Linked DNA regions of Pan troglodytes: region 2 is linked to region 1. The links are chromatin contacts, called in public HiChIP or PLAC-seq maps. All regions are on one chromosome and are shown on one strand. The core of a region is the stretch at or near the end of the contact, and the rest is flanking DNA. Distances in the headings are between cores, read along the strand shown. Region 1 holds the start of SH3BP1 (SH3 domain binding protein 1). Region 2 holds the start of H1-0 (H1.0 linker histone).

Region 1 (2,870 bases), core at 238-2,737:
GAACCAGACAAGCCCAGGCCCAGTGTGGTCTGGGCTGGAGGCTTGGCTGGAACAGCGGGGGCACCACATAGTCCAGAGACTTCCCGAGGGACAGGAAGGATGGCACCTGAGGTTCCCTTGCCATGCCACCCATAGTCACTGGCCAGCAGCCTTCCTGTTGGGAAAAGGGAGATGGGGGAGGGAACCTTGCCTGACATCTCATCCTGGCCTGAGCTTTGATCTTGGAGCCTCCCAACTTCCCACCAGGATTCCACACTCAGGTGGGCTCCCATCTGGGAGGCTCTGGCCATAGCAGGCAGCTGTTGGGTTCCCTTCTCAGCTCCTCCCACCCCCAATGAGGCCTGCCTCATTAGGGAGGAGAGAAGCAGCCAGTGAGTGTGCCAGGCCCTGGGCTAGGCGCTGGGAGTATGGAGATGTGTGGGGCCAAGGTCCTGCCTCTGAGAGGCGCCCAGTCTGTACCGGCACACAGTAGTGGCTCAAATAGTCTCAAACTAAACTGAAACTAACAAAGCAAAGTGCAGAGGGTGTGGCAGGACTCTGGGGCACACCCTCCCCTCTTCCCCACGCCTGCGGCTCCTGATGCCACAGGGGTGCAGGGTAAGGAGAGCCTACTGTTTCCTAAAGGCGCTCACATCTTGTAAAACCAGCAGTTATGCCTAACTCTGTTGAGTGGAGGGCCAAAGAGGAGAACTACTGAGTCTGGGGGCAGTCAGAGCAGCACCTACATCATTGCCCTACAAGAAGGAAGGGGGACTGAGGCTGTTTGCCAGGAGGAATGAGAGGAGACGGGCTTCACAGATGGAGCAAACTGCCAGGACATGTGGAGAACAGGGTGTCGCAAACCGCTCTGGGAGGGTTCCTGGTGGCTGAGGGGTGGCACACACCTCCCTTAAAGGGAGCTGGCAGGGGTGTCTTGTCCACTCTGCAGAATGGGCAGGCCCAGGACAGCTGGCCCATCAGACCATTAGAAACAGCGAGTCCGGAGTTCCAGGGGCTTGTCCACGGCCACACAGCAGCCCGTGGCCCCAGGAAGCCAAAGCTCCCAGCCAGTCATCCAGTGGTGGGGGGGTTTAGTTCCAGGGGGCCAGAGGTCCTCTGCGGAAGAGAGTGCAAGGCAGTATCCGCGGCAGGCCCAGAGGGGCCAGGACAGGTCAGAAAGGCCTACCCCTCTTTCGCTTGGCACCCTTTCCTCTCTGCGAGGGATGCAAAGGTTATTTATACCTCGGGCCTGCAGGCTGCGGGTGGGGCAGGCACCCTGCCTGGGGCGGGTTGCAGGCGCAGGGGCAGGAACGGGCTTACCTGCTTCCCGCCACCGGGGCTGGGCGGGGCGCTGCGGGGAGGAGGAGCCGGGCACAACCTGTGGACGGCCGCGGCCGGCGGACACACAGCAGCGGGGGCCCGGCCGGGGGTCGCCGGGGGGCCCGGAAGCCGGGGGAGAGCGAGGAAACCAACTTGGAGAGAGGAGTGACCTGGGGGCCGGGGGCGGAGTCGTGAGCGGGGGAGGAGAGAGCCGGCCGCCAGCAAGAGCCGCGCGGCGGCCCAGGAAGCGAGAGCGCCGCCCACCCATCCGGGGCAAGAACCGCGCCGCAGGAGAGGCAGGCTGGACCGGGGGCTCCCCGGGCCCGCGACCCCCGCCGTGACCCCGCAGCCCCCAGCTCGCCCCCAAGATGATGAAGAGGCAGCTGCACCGCATGCGGCAGCTGGCCCAGACGGGCAGCTTGGGACGGTGAGTGTCACCCCCTTCCAGCCCCACTCTTACCCCGGCAGGACCTGAGGGGTCGTAAAAGGGTCGGGGGAGACGGGGGTGGGGAGGCTGGGGACAGCTGGGCAGCCACCCTCTGAGCGGCCAGACTCCTGCCCTCTCTTCCTCCTCTCTGAACGCCGCCCCCGTCTCTCGGGCAGAGCTGGAGGAGCAGGGGTGGCCTTTGGGGGAAGGGATGCCCCCCCTTACCGGATTGGAGGGGGCTTCAGGCGAGAGAATGCTCTCTGCCCTAGGACGCTGGGACTTCTCTGCCTCCACGAGTCTCTAAGTGGATGGTCCTCCTGACCTCACTTGTCCTCTCTGGACAATGGGGCAGTTCACCACCTCTGCTTGCTGGGCCGGGGAGGGAGGAGGGTCGATTAGGGCCACAGACCTGGGGCGAGGGGAGGAGATGGGTCCTGGCCTGGTGGGAGGAGGGGCCTGCCCCTGGCCTGCAGCGTCCCTTCCCCTCCCGCTCCCCCCAGCCCAGGGGCCTCCTGCTTCTCTGTCTCGTTTCTGCTTTTCCTGGACTCAGGTGGAAACATCCCCAGGTCTCCCAGCTCCCACCCCCAGTCTCTGAGCCGGTGGCACGGAGGCCGGAAGTTTGGGGAGCTTCTGAGAGCCTGTCTTCTCTGCTCCTCTTCCCCCAGCCTCAGGAGTTCCCCATTCTCTGGGTCCAGGGAGGGGACTGGGTGTCCAGAGACCTGGTTCTAGTCTCACACTGGCACAGATGCCTACATAGCCTGGACAGTCAGACCACCTTGCAGTGGGCCTTGGCATCCCCCATGTGTCCCCAGGTGGGGGCCAAGGGCCTGTGCACCCCTGCCCACAGCTGTAGTCCAGAGTGCTGTGTGACTGTGCCTAGGAGTCTGAGCTCCTGCACTTCCCGTTCTTGGGGCCAGCTAATACTCCTCATCCCGGGGTGGGCTGAGGATTTGGGAGTGGGCAGAAAAGAGGCTTCTGTGTCCCAAAGCTGGGCCCCGGGTGGGTCTCTCAGCCTCCCCTTTAGTTTCATCTGTCCGCCCTCTCTCAGGACACAGCCCTGGGTGGAAGAGGAAAAACCCATGTATCCTATTCCCACCCCCATGGAATGTGCTCTGACTGGGATGAAGCAACTGGGCCACCCAGG
Region 2 (2,870 bases), core at 199-2,698, 160 kb after region 1:
CCGTCCCCAACATCAAAACCCTCGAACCCCTCCCCTTTACCCCTCCCCAGTAGCCTACTGTGTCTGCAAACAGCTCTTGGACCATACCGGGATGCGTTCATCATTTTGACCAGCAACAAACTCCCACTCCCAGGGTATTGTTTAAGTGAACAGTGACCGGCCTCTATGCTTAGGGAATAAAAGCGGGGTTGTGGGAGAGGGGCCCAGGGAGCAAGCGTCGCAGAATCTCAGCCCAGGGCCGCTGCCAAGCGGACCCGGCACGTGAGTAGGAGGTCGGCCGCAGACAAGGGGTCCTAGGGTCTCTGAGGTCTCTCCTGCTGGCCTCTGGGCCCCTAAAGCCCCTCGAGCTTCAGAACTCCCTACAGACAGTGGCGCCCCGTGTCCGCCTCGTCTACACCTGCCAAGCAGCACGGGAAAATCTGTGTGCATTTTAACAAAGACATCGCATCTTCCCAGCAAAATGGCGGTGGTCGCGGCCACGGCTCTCTGAACAACTCCACACTTTCCGAGGACAGGTCACAATCCAAGGGACATAACCCCCTCCTCGACCTCTACCCTAGCGCCCCGCTTTCCCAAGTCCCCAAAGCACTCAGGGCCTCTCCTCATTACAGGGGCCCCCCGGACCGTCCCTGGTTAGAGCTTCTGGGGCAGCTTCTCCATTGTGGACCGCCCTCCCCCGCCCCCACATTGCCTTCAAGGAGCCTTGGGACGGGGACTGAACCCCCAGGCTGGGCCTCACGGATGGGGGGCAGCGAGTTCTGTCTCTGACACCCCAAAACTTCCAGGCTAAGAGAAGCACATAAATGAATTCCCGATTAGGGTATATGGGAGATGTAGGGGTCTTTGAGGAGAAGAGGCCACCCGGGAGGCCCTCCTCATCTCTCAGAGGGTCCGGGCAGCACTGGGGGTTCGGCCTCAGGAGGGAACCTCAAGGCAGAGGTCGGGGGGCGCGCTGGGGGAGAGACGGCAGAGGAGGGGGAAGGGACAAAGTTTGAAAGTACCCTTCCAACTCTTTCAGGGAAAGTTTCCTTGGGGGCCCCATGGACAGAGAGGGGTAGAGGTGTGGAGGGACCGGTGGCGGGGTGACCCCCGAGAGGTGACCGGACCCCGGGGGAGCGACCCCTCCCCCCTGTCCCGGCTCGGCCCGGTTGGGAGTCGCCCAGCTCGGGGCCGCGTGTGTTAGTTGGGGCCGCTTTCCGGCAGTTCCACCGGGCTAGGGGACCCCGCAGCAGGCCGGGAGCAGAGCCCCCGGTAGCCTCAGGGGAGAGCTTTGCTACGGGGGGTTTCCCGCACCGAGGCTCCCTAGCCCCGCAGAGCCAGCCCCCCGCAAAGGGGAAATGTGCCGGCACACCAGCGGTCCTCGGCGCCGTTTGGGGTGCGTGGCGGGCGCGGGGGGCGGCGGCCGGGCCAGCGGGCCGCCCGGCGGGGAAGCCCAGGGAGCCAGGCAGCGGCCCAGGGCGGCGGCGGGGAGCAGGAAGGCCCGGGCCGGGGGGAAAGGTCGGATTTGCTCGGCGGAAGAAACACAGATGGCGGCGGCGCAGCGCCATTCCGGGCCGGGAGCAGGCAGCCAGCAGCCCTGTCCTCACCGCGGTCCGCCCGCCGCCGCTAAATACCCGGATGCGCCGCCCAAGCGCCAGACGCGGAGCTGGGAAAAGGGAGGCAGAGGAGGCGGAGGCAGAGGCAGAGCACGGTGCCGAGACCAAGCGACAGACCGGCGGGGCTGGGCCTCGCAAAGCCGGCTCGGCGAGCTCTCCCGACACCCGAGCCGGGGAGGAAAAGCAGCGACTCCTCGCTCGCATCCCCGGGAGCCGCACTCCGGCCTGGCCCGGTAGTCAGGGGCTCAGGAGCAGATCCCGAGGCAGGCTTTGCTCAGCCTCCGACGAGGGCTGGCCCTTTGGAAGGCGCCTTCAACAGCCGGACCAGACAGGCCACCATGACCGAGAATTCCACGTCCGCCCCTGCGGCCAAGCCCAAGCGGGCCAAGGCCTCCAAGAAGTCCACAGACCACCCCAAGTATTCAGACATGATCGTGGCTGCTATCCAGGCCGAGAAGAACCGCGCTGGCTCCTCGCGCCAGTCCATTCAGAAGTATATCAAGAGCCACTACAAGGTGGGTGAGAACGCTGACTCGCAGATCAAGTTGTCCATCAAGCGCCTGGTCACCACCGGTGTCCTCAAGCAGACCAAAGGGGTGGGGGCCTCGGGGTCCTTCCGGCTAGCCAAGAGCGACGAGCCCAAGAAGTCAGTGGCCTTCAAGAAGACCAAGAAGGAAATCAAGAAGGTAGCCACGCCAAAGAAGGCATCCAAGCCCAAGAAGGCTGCCTCCAAAGCCCCAACCAAGAAACCCAAAGCCACCCCAGTCAAGAAAGCCAAGAAGAAGCTGGCTGCCACACCCAAGAAAGCCAAAAAACCCAAGACTGTCAAAGCCAAGCCGGTCAAGGCATCCAAGCCCAAAAAGGCCAAACCAGTGAAACCCAAAGCAAAGTCCAGTGCCAAGAGGGCCGGCAAGAAGAAGTGACAATGAAGTCTTTTCTTGCGGACACTCCCTCCTGTCTCCTATTTTCTGTAAATAATTTTCTCCTTTTTTCTCTCTTGATGCTCACCACCACCTTTTGCCCCCTTCTGACTTTATAAGAGACAGGATTTGGATTCTTCAGAAATTACAGAATAATTCATTTTTCCTTAACCAGTTGTGCAAGGACAGCAACAACCAATCTAATGATGAGAATGTACTTATATTTTGTTTTGCTATTAACCTACTTACGGGGTTAGGGATTTGCGGGGGGGCGGGGGGACTTGTGTGTTTTGTTGGCTTGTTTGCCATGAAGGTAGATGGGGGTGGGGAGAAGACACAAGGCAGTTTGTTCTGG

The links. HiChIP or PLAC-seq counts read pairs in DNA pulled down with a chosen protein or histone mark.
Region 2: a contact with region 1 is called in an H3K4me3 HiChIP or PLAC-seq map of stem cell-derived excitatory neurons, with 5 times the contacts expected there. The contact joins the promoter of H1-0 here to the promoter of SH3BP1 in region 1. A contact is called at or near these places in 1 of 7 Hi-C or Micro-C datasets (blood) and 1 of 1 datasets of contacts at active chromatin or transcription factors (stem cell-derived excitatory neurons).

Annotation. Positions count from the first base shown.
Region 1 is chr23:39,651,376-39,654,245 of NHGRI_mPanTro3-v2.0_pri, forward strand. SH3BP1 (SH3 domain binding protein 1) reads left to right here and starts at 1,488. Exons shown (of 18, transcript XM_024352615.3): 1 at 1,488-1,726. The coding sequence starts at 1,668.
Region 2 is chr23:39,814,624-39,817,493 of NHGRI_mPanTro3-v2.0_pri, forward strand. It overlaps H1-0 (H1.0 linker histone), which reads left to right and starts at 1,449. Exons shown (of 1, transcript XM_009438368.5): 1 at 1,449-2,870. The coding sequence starts at 1,934. The coding sequence ends at 2,518.